3 separate regions of the Mus musculus genome follow, and all the other regions are linked to region 1. The links are chromatin contacts, called in public Hi-C and HiChIP or PLAC-seq maps. All regions are on one chromosome and are shown on one strand. The core of a region is the stretch at or near the end of the contact, and the rest is flanking DNA. Distances in the headings are between cores, read along the strand shown.

Evidence for each region. Hi-C and Micro-C count contacts between places; a contact is called where the count stands out from the background. HiChIP or PLAC-seq counts read pairs in DNA pulled down with a chosen protein or histone mark.
Region 2: a contact with region 1 is called in a Hi-C map of muscle stem cells, with 2.7 times the contacts expected there. The contact joins the enhancer-like site here to the promoter of Klhl29 in region 1. A contact is called at or near these places in 1 of 39 promoter capture datasets (hippocampal neurons), 4 of 484 Hi-C or Micro-C datasets (cerebellar granule neurons, cortical neurons and muscle stem cells), 6 of 115 datasets of contacts at active chromatin or transcription factors (SST interneurons, embryonic midbrain, embryonic stem cells and 3 more) and 1 of 9 other capture datasets (adipose tissue).
Region 3: an H3K4me3 HiChIP or PLAC-seq map of forebrain shows a contact between it and region 1, with 4 times the contacts expected there. The contact joins the enhancer-like site here to the promoter of Klhl29 in region 1. A contact is called at or near these places in 2 of 39 promoter capture datasets (embryonic stem cells and hippocampal neurons) and 7 of 115 datasets of contacts at active chromatin or transcription factors (embryonic forebrain, embryonic hindbrain, embryonic stem cells and 2 more).

The regions. Positions count from the first base shown.
Region 1 is chr12:5,373,924-5,377,168 of GRCm38.p6, forward strand. Klhl29 (kelch-like 29) reads right to left here and starts at 1,759. Exons shown (of 14, transcript NM_001164493.1): 1 at 1,179-1,759. 2810032G03Rik (RIKEN cDNA 2810032G03 gene) reads left to right here and starts at 1,797. Exons shown (of 2, transcript NR_015579.2): 1 at 1,797-2,605.
Region 2 is chr12:5,753,277-5,756,521 of GRCm38.p6, forward strand. All of the region lies in intron 2 of Gm9548 (a long non-coding RNA gene), which reads left to right. Among named protein-coding and RNA genes, the nearest start is that of Gm9548, 14 kb to the left of the region's middle. Within about 2 kb of position 1,600, at least 5 of the 459 cell types and tissues checked have an H3K27ac peak or open chromatin away from gene starts, as enhancers often do. A contact at or near this core is called in muscle stem cells, where this site is marked.
Region 3 is chr12:5,086,208-5,089,452 of GRCm38.p6, forward strand. The region is part of intron 11 of Klhl29 (kelch-like 29); the gene reads right to left. Among named protein-coding and RNA genes, the nearest start is that of Atad2b, 170 kb to the left of the region's middle. Within about 2 kb of position 1,799, at least 53 of the 459 cell types and tissues checked have an H3K27ac peak or open chromatin away from gene starts, as enhancers often do. A contact at or near this core is called in embryonic forebrain and forebrain, where this site is marked.

The DNA of each region.
Region 1 (3,245 bases), core at 509-3,008:
TGCTGCCTTTCGGTTCCAGAGGCCAGCGATGAGAGAGAACGGGCTTCTCAGCAGGCGGACCCAGGCATCCAAGACTCGCGCTTTGCAGTCGCCGGCTCCTGGGAGAACAGCCGCAGGCAGGCAGTGCGTCTCCACCTTCCCCAGGCGACGCACACCGAACCTGCCCCGGGAGCAGCCTCGGAACGAAACTGGGCTGCGGGTTCCGAGATCTGGGCTGGAGCGAGCACGCCTCTCTCCCCTAGGGCCTGGGGCCGACACTGCCCAGCGAGGGCACCAGCGCGCGACCACAGATAACCCTCCTGCCTCCAGGCCACGAAGACCCGGACGTGAGCCCGCGGTCAGCCCGCATGGCCCGTGGCAGTCTGGGCGCGCGGCCACACTCCCACCTACGTGTCTCCGGTCTACTATCCCACACATAAACAACCCCTCTCCACTCGCCACCACCTCCCCGCCCTTCGCATCCCTGAAGCTGTCCTCCCACCTCCAACCCCCGCTGGAAACCACAAGGTGTCAAGGGAATGTAGGGGAGGTCACAACACGGTCTGTGTGGGTTCCATTCAGATGATATTCAAGCTCTTCCACCTCGAAAGTTACTTGGGATCCAGTGAAGAAACCCGGTCCCCAAATGCTGGGTCTAAGAACGCGAGTGGCAGAACCCGTCATCTAGCTTCCCTTGGCACACAGGCGCGCATCTCCCCAACCCGCAGGGCACACGGCCGCCCTGGGGACCAGCTTTCCAGTGCTTTCTGGGTCCCCCGGCACTGCTGGGGCCCTGGGCCGCGCAGGGGGAGGTGGCCAGGAGAGGGGCGCACACGGCTTGGCCCGGCCCAGCGCTACCCGACTCTGGTGTCGTATTTGCTTCTAGCACCTTCGACCACTGCGATAGTTCCCCTAGGCATTCCCTGCATAACACACCCGGGGGCAGGAAGTTTTTTTCCCCCTTTTTTCCATCCCCGGAGCAGCGCAGGCGCAAGGGCTTCTGCAGGCTTGCGAGCTCAGACGCGGGAGGCTCCAGCTCCAGCCGCCGCCACTGCCAGAGCCGAGCCCAGCGTTCCAGGCTCTGGGCCACACTCCCAAGTCCTGCCTGGCCCAGAAGCTACCAGGACCCTGGGAACCCTTACTCCCTCCCCTCTGCCCCGTTAGGCATCCCAAGAGCCCCAACCTGATCCGGCTCTTACCTGCGGCCGCGCCGCTCCAGCCCCGGCCCGACGCGCAGAGAGCCCAGGGTCGCGGATGGGTGCAGGAGGGTTGATGGATAGGGGACGGCGCCGGCGGGTAGCGGTAGCTGGGGCCGCTCGAGTCCTGGCCCGGAGAAACGGATCCAGGTCCACCTCCTCTCGTTCCTGCTCTCCGCCTTCTCCCCTTTTCCCTCCTCCTCCTCCTCCGCCGCCGCCTCCCGGCAGCCCAGGGAGGATGCCCGGGAGAGGGAAGTCAGTCTTTCTGCCTGTCAGCCTGCGCGGCTATGCGCGGTGCGGCGCGGCTCTCATCGAGGCGGCGGCAGCGGCGGCGGCTCCGGCAGCATCGCCCCCGCCCTCTCCCCGCAGCCGCGGCGGCCGCGGGGCTGGGGCTGGCTCCGGGCGCCGGGCTCCGGGCTCGGGCTCCGGGAGGGGGCTGAGCTTAGGCTCGCCAATGACCTGGGCTGCGGACGTGCGCTGGGTAGCCGGAGCCGGGGTTAGAGCTGCTGCTAGATCGGCGGTGGCAGGGACAGCGGCGACGGCGGCGGCGGCGCGGGGATTGGCGCGGCCGCGGCGCGGGGACCATGCTCCCTTCTGGCTCGCTCCTCTCCGGGTACCGTCTGCTTTAGCTGCGAGGGAGGCGGGCTTCGGCGCGCAGCCAGGGACGGGCGGAGCCAATCACAGACGCCCGAGTAGGCGGGGGCGGAGGGTGGGGGAGGCGGGGCGCCCCCGGCCCGGCTCAGCGCTTGGCTCCCGGGGCCCCAGGGATCCCCTGCAGCCGCGCGCCGGGCCCCAGGCTCAATGCCAGCGGGTGTGTCCGTGGTTGGTCCGCCACCCCCGCCCCCTGCAAAGATACCCGGCTCGCCCGGCTCCGTGGCCGCGCCGGTAGACTCACGACGCATGGCCGGGCTGCTGGGCCATGGCCTCCGGGTTCCGAGAGAGCCCGGGCTTCAAGGAAACGGACTGAAGGGAGCTTCCCTGCTGCTCTCAACACCTGAGGAAACTGGTGGAAAAGTTTGAGAAAGAAAAGTCCAATCGTCTTTCAGCTTCCGCCCTCCCTATGACACTCCAGCCTGGAGAAGGAGTAGGGAACGTCCATATCTCTGAAAGACCACCGCGAGCCATGCCAGTCCTGTCTTCTTGCATCTGCCCTGACTTCTGAGCATATGCGAACTTTCCTGTTTTCACAGACCTCCCTGGGTTGCTCAGATCACACAGGCCTGCTTTGACACTCCAGCTGCAGCCAACCCTCCCAAGATCCACACTGACCGAGTCTTCCTCTCTTCATGCTGTCTACGCAGACCCTAACTGGAACACTAAGAGGAAACTTTGGCTGGAGACCTGTGGCTACCGGTGTGGGTGTGAGCTTTTTCATCTCTCCAGCACACTTCTTTTCTGTGCCTGTCTTCCTTGGGTTGCTAACTCTGCAGGTCAGTTTTCTTATTCCCAGACCCACAGAACCCCTCACCTGTTTTGAGATTCAGAGGGAAAGCCTGTGGCTCAGTTCCCCTCCATCTTTCAGGCAAGTCTGAAGGTTAAAGTCTGAAGTTTATAGTCGGTGGGTTCCTTCTTCATTTCTCTTCACCCATACCTCCCCCACCCCATCCACACAAATACTGAGGCCTATTTCAAACTGGGGGCGGGGGTGGGTGGGTAATAGGGGAGGGACATAGCTGTTTTTTAAGGCTGATCTGGGCTGGCTGTCCTGGGAAGGCTTTACTAGGCTCCACTCATGTCTTTGCCAGGGAGGAGGGAGAACTTTTTTCTCTCAGGGGCCTCCTGTGATTGTCAGACCCACAGCTCTGCTGTTTTGGCTGTAAACTCAGTGCAGGGGTTGTGTATCCTTTAATATCTTGTAGGAAGCACAGTACAGTGTCATGGCTGATAAATAATAAATAATAATAATCTGCTGAGGGTAGCAGGAGAACTGTCAGTGAAGAGGGAAGAAGACAGCGGGGAGATGGGCCGTTGGTGTTAGAGTAACTGCATTTGGGGGGGGGGGAGAATCAGATGAAGTTTTAGTGTTCAAAAGCTTGAAAGGTGGGTTAGGGACGCACAGTGTTTGCATCC
Region 2 (3,245 bases), core at 350-2,849, 380 kb after region 1:
TGACCTGAAACGGCAAATGGGGAGGGCTAGAAAGGAGGATGTGGAGAAGAGATCTTAGGGCTTTCATAGGTGATGCATTTGACTAGAAAAGAGATGGAGTCTCTTATTGCTGTTTTTGTTCTTTCACAAAGAACAAGGGAGACTAGACTGGCTTTGTCCTTGGGTTGATAGATTTTATCCAAAGCTCCCAGTCCCGTCCCTTCCTCTCCACACTTAGATGCCCACCCCCTACCACCCCTCCACCAGGGCTGAAAGCAGTTTCTCTACTGAGCAGAAAATGTCTCTTTACCCCTCTTCACCGCTGCAACTCGTCCTGAAGGCTGGTGGGAAGGATCCAGGGACCTTGGTGTGATCCGAGGTCATCTGGAGAGGCTCCTACAGAAGAGACCTTGTGCTCAGAGTTAGAAAACGGGCAGCACTGGGGGCAGTTTTCTAAATTCCTGAGTGCTCCCAAAACCCTTCCCAAGAAAGCAGCTGAACAGGGACCTCCCTTGTCCTAGGACACTGCCTCAGGCTGCTGCTGAAGGGAGGCCAACTCAACTCGTCTCTGCCCCTGGAGTTGTACAGTGTTGGTGACTTGAGAAAAGATGTGTATCTTTATATCCTCCTCATATATATCCTTCTCTAGGGTCAAAGGTCCCTGGTGTAGTTTTGCTGAGGCCCTTGACCTGTGTCCTGAATAAAGTCCTGAGGGATAATGGAACAGTATCTGGCATGTTGTGGTGGACTGGAAGACGGGTGTAAGTGCCCTCTGGCACTGGGTTGGGCCACCTGATGCATGGATAACCAGATTTGACTGCAAAATCCAGAGTCATCTGGGGTGCTTTGTGGCTGTCTGAGTCATTTGGAACCTGCCCCAGTTTTTTCTGATATTAGCACATTGCTCTTCAGTAAGTATCCCTTTTCACACAATTTATATAAAGCCTTCTGCAAACATGTAGAGTGCCCTTGCTAATTTCTGCAGTCACTGAGTGCTGTGTGTAGGTTTTGGAGGAGGTAAAACAAGGTAATCCTGAGACCAATTGTGCAAAATGTGAAGGAAGCAAATGCATTAGTCAGCGTTCTACCAAGGGATGAAGTTGATAGAATGAATATATATCACAAAGGGAACTTTTTAGATTGGCTTGCAGGATGCCAGCTAGGCAGTTCAACACAGAAGAGAGTTCAGTAGCGCTCAGTCCATCCTGCTGGGTACTTCCAGCCTGGCACTGAAGCCCAGGGCTTATTAGGGGGTCACGGCTCTTTCGTCCATGTTTTACAGAGGCCGAAAAGTCTGGATCTTAATGTAGGTGAAGTGTGGAAGATGAGCATCAGCAGAGAAGACAACCTTGGAGACAGCCAGGAGTGGAAGTTCACAGGCTAAAATCATCCCCTGCTCTTCCCTCCGGCCTCATTAGATCTAGGCCATAGCCAGAGCTACTGCCTCCCCTGGGGCATGGTCATCCTTAGTCCTAACTCAGTCACTCTTTCCAGGGAGCACTGTCAAGGACCCACCCAGCAGTGTGTCTCTTAGTTGATTCCATGTGCAGACAAGCTGACAACCAAGATCAGCGTCTTCTGTCTTCTCCCTAAGCCTGTAGGCAGCTCAGTCTCTACCTTGTACTCCAGAGCCTGCTTCCCACCTAATCCCATCTGTCGTTTAAACTCCAGGGTGACTTCCACATCTGCTAGTAATCCTTCGTAATTCTTCTTCTTGTACAATCCATTTATTATTATAACTGAGGCAAAACTCCCACCATGTGAAATGTATTAGTCAGGGCTCAACCATTAAAAATAGATTAGTGATGTTTAGAACATTCGCAATGTTATATAACTACTACTTTTGCCCTGTTCCATAATAAATATTGTTATCATCCTTGACAATAAACATTTAGTATATACTCTCTACTTTCCATTTTTTTGGCTCCTAGCAACAAAAAGAATGCCCCACTCTCTCTATGAACTTACCTAGTCTGTATATTTACAAGACATACAGTGGCTTTTTGTGTTTCATGTGTTTCACTTAGAGAAATGGTTAGGGGGTATTCAGGTGTCTTATTAGATCATATAATGACTATTTTTCTTTTACTGGCAAAGTAATATGCCATTATATGGATATACTACAATATATTCATTCATTCATTCATTCATTCATTCATTCATGTGAGGATGGACATTGAGCTAGTTTTACCTTCTGGTTATTGTGCTGCTCTGAATGCTTATGTATCATCTCTTCCTCTCTGCCCAACCCCGTTTTGGGCAAGTGCATCCTGAAGAGTAGAATCACTGACTCATATGGTAAGTCTATGTTTAGTTTTTTAGGAACCACTGTGTCTTACACTGTGACTATGACATTTTCCCTTTCTCAACAGAAAGCCTTACTTATTTTATTTCATGCTTCTCCTTTGCAAAGGAAATGATTGTATCCTATGTCCATACTAGATGCTCTGTGAGTTACCTGTACAGTTTTACCCAGCCTTAAACCGTATAACTTCTAATATACTACCTTATTATTTGTTCATTTATTCATAGCTGCACTGAGTTGTCAGCAGTACATTTTTATAACTAATAATTCTAGCTCTGGATTAAAATACATGGATCCAAGTTCTAGATTTGTATATTTGCTGGCATATGAGTTATTCTGAGAAGCAGGTTGAGATGGAATCTATACTAGTTTGGCCTCACCCTGACCTTCTATGTCAGTGGTTCACAACCTTTCTAATGTTGTGACCCTTTAATACAATTCTTCATGTTGTGGTGACCTCCAACCATAAAATTATTTCATTGCTACTTCATAACTGTAATTTTGCTACTGTTATAAATCATGACATAAATATCTGATATTCAGGATATCTGATATGGGACCCCCGTGAAAGGGTTGTTGAACCTCCAAAGGGGTTGTAACCTGAATCCTGATCATTATTATATATTCCATTACTCTTTTTTAATCCCTATTTTCCTTTAGACATCTGTTTCTGCCTTTTTTTGTCCCATGAGTCTGACTTACGTCACATAGCATAATGATCTATAGTTCCATTCATTTCCCCATGAGCATCATAATTCCATTCTTCGTTTCTGTTGAATGAAAATTCCCTTGCACGTGTATACCACAGTTACTTTATCTCTTCAGCTCTTGGCGGGCATCTTGGCTGGTTCCTTATCTTGGTTATTGTAAATAGTGCTGCAATAAACATCAATGTGCAAGTGTTTCTGTGTTACGTTGTCTTAGAATTCTTCAGACACATGTTCATTAGTCATATAGGTGG
Region 3 (3,245 bases), core at 549-3,048, 290 kb before region 1:
TAAGTTCCCATAATAACTGGATTGCACAGGTCTCCAAATGTTATCAGCAGATTCTCCTGAGCCCGTGGAAATAAACTCTGGCACAAAACTGGTTTTGTTTTAATGGTTGGGGATGTTAAGTAAATTTTTGTATAGGTAGGAGGAAGTCTAAAGGCTTGAACGAAAGTTAACTAAACAGCCAGGCCCCAGATCTGTGCATTCTGCATCCATAGATGCCATCAGCTACAGATATGAAAAATCTGAAACTGTATTTGTATTGAACATGTCCAGATTTTCCATTGTTTTCAAAGCAGCACATTATAACAGTTTTTTACACAGCATCTGCATTGTATCAGGTATTGTAAGTGACTTGAAGCATCTAGAGTCTGCAGCAGGATGTGTACAGGTATTTGGATGTGGATACTATGCCGTTTTATATGAGGACCTGAGCACTTGCAAATGTGAGTCTACAGGCATCCTGGAACTTGTACCCTGCGGGTACCAAGGGGACTTTATGGTATAAGCAAGAAAAGATGGCACATGGCTGAGTCCCAGCACTCAGATGTTGACCCAAAAGTTCCAGAACATTCTGGGTAACATAGGTCCTATTGAGAGAGATGGTAGGGAGGAAGGGAGAGGGAGGAGGTGGGGTGGGATGGGTGGAGAGCCAGAGAGAGTGACAGAGAGAGGAAGGAGAGAGGCTAGAAGAGAGAAAACACACAGTTGGGGACACAGGGAACTCTGAAGAGCTTTGAACCTCCCAGCCTATGGGAATCTGTTATTTGTCCTTGTAGGACCAAAAGGTTCCTGGGTCCTGTGTGGTTTCTGATAGGTATAGCAGATGTTAATTAAAGCAAAAGGAGTTGTGAGCAATGTTAGCAGGAGAGAGTGGAGGTCAAGGAAGGCACAGCTGCAGGCTTGTTGCTGGAGTTAGCAGAGAGAGGAGAAAGTTTGTTGTTTTTCTTGAGAGAGGGACTCATGTATCCCAGGTTGGCCTGGTAATTTCTAAGTAGCCAAGTATGATTGTAAAGACCGAGATCTCCCAAGTGCTGAGCTCACAAGTGTGGACAACCATCCCTACTTTGTGTAGTTCTAGGGATGAAATGCAGGGCTACCTTTATTCTAAGTAAATACTACACCCTGGGACATTTGAGTTCTCAATCCATGGCCCCATTTACTATGGGAAGGAGGAGGTAGGGGTGGACAGGAGAGCCTGTGTATGGTTGAGGAGAGATGGGAAGAGAGCTGCTTGCTTTTAAGAGAAAATGGCTGACAGGGCAGACCCAAGAGTACCTTGCAGCATTTGGGGCTGGGTGGAAGCTTGACTCTTCAGTGCATAGTAGGACCAGTCTGAAGGATGCCAGGATTTCCCTTACCAGTCCCAGGGAGAGAGGGAAGGCAGAGAATAGGGCTGAACAGATCTGCTTCATATACAGTTCGGAATGAAGGAGCAAAGTGAGAGAATGGAGATGTGCAGACCCACTGAGGGGAAGGAGGTAGGGACAGCTGCTGGGACGAGCAGAAGTGGACCTAAGGGGGCTGGTCAAGGGAAGTCAGCGCCGTCCTCCCACTCAGCAGCATTTCTGTTCAATGTTCCGAGGAGCTAGCTGCCCCTCAATGCTCCTGCCTGCCTGCAGCTGTCCACCACTTACTGCAGACCCCCTGGCTCACTTATCTCTGCTCCATATGTGTCTGCACCCATAGCAAGGACCTGAGCTTGCTCACCAGCGAGTTCACTCAGCACATAGTCGTGAACAGCATATGGCTCCCATGTTCTCCCTGGGAGTCTCCTTTGGATAAGAGCCATCACTAGCTTCCTAGAGCTAGGTACTCTAGGAAGAGGGTCTTATGTGCACCATGTCCTGATTCTTGAGTCTGCTTCTGGAGTTGGATATTAGAAGCCAAACTGTCTTATGGGGCAGCTGTGGCCGATGCCATTCAGTCGTGGATGGATGATATATAGCGAACAGGCAATGAAGTAAGTGTCTTTTCAGGGCAGTGTCAGAAGTTCAGATATCTGTTTTTTAAGCCAATATGGCAGTGAGCCAAAGAGCTTCCACAGAAAGAGCTGAGAGATGAGAAAGATTATGTGGCTGTTAGCCCTCAGTCTTTCGGCATAATGACACATTCCGCCAAACACAAATTTCCTGAGAGTTTGTTATTCCAGGTGGCTGATTGCCAAGCCATGAGCTCTCCCGTCAGCTCAATCTGTCAGCTTCCTGCTTGAGAAGGATATGCTAATGACATGCAAATGACCCAGCCGAGTGAGGCGTTCCACTATCATTTATGCAGTAACCACAGCTCCTGCAACATATTGCTATAAAATATTAGACCCAGTTATTTATATAATGATATAATACAGGTTTGTCTATGGCGCTGTTGTTTTAATCTATAATTATGTAATCTTGCTCTATTCCTGTAACACGGTAATGTAATATAACTATAATACACCATATATCTCATTCATTATCAATATAATAGCAATTTGTACCATTAGTGCTTCCTGGGGAACAAAGCACCCTCACGTCTATCCCCATTAGACTGACCTTCCTGTCACCCTGAATTCTCATCACTGTGGCCATGTGGCATAGAGACTGAAGGGGACTTCTCCTTGGGTAGCAGTGGGTGCTTTTTCCCCCCACCCCCTCCACTCCCTCTCATGGGCATCCCCTAGGGCTCTTCCAGTCTTTGTCCCATCCTACAGGCCCAGATGACAGATCTGCATGGGCTAAGGGAGCACTCAGGGTCCCTCAGGTCTCTCTGGGATCTCCAGCTGCTCTTTCCTTCACTGGGCCTCCTGGGGGTGGCCTCAGGTGCTCCAAGCTGACATTTATTTTCCAGCCAGCCTAAAGGCTGGGCTCCATGGGGAAGGCCAGTACAGGCAGCACCCTGGGGCCTCAGAGAACTGCTTCAGGGCCCAAGAAAAGCAGAAAGAGTCGAGATTGCCTCTACCTCTCTGTTGGTGTGTTTGATCCTTCAACAAATCCCTGTATTTATCAACAAGCAGAACTTTGCAAAAGGAGTAATCAGCATCTTAGGAGATTAAAAATAGCTGACAGAGGCAAAGCAAGATGACTTCCAGCTCCGTGGACCCCTACATAGCAAATGTCTCCTTGCTTGTGTGTTTATTATTGAGCCACAAATGACTGGGAACTGACGCTCCTGCTTCCAGGGGAGCTTGGGACCACGTCTGGACATGCAGCAGGCTATACGGAAGACCACCCAGTGTTAGGACTGGTCTGGGTCCAAGCACGAGATTAGTATGC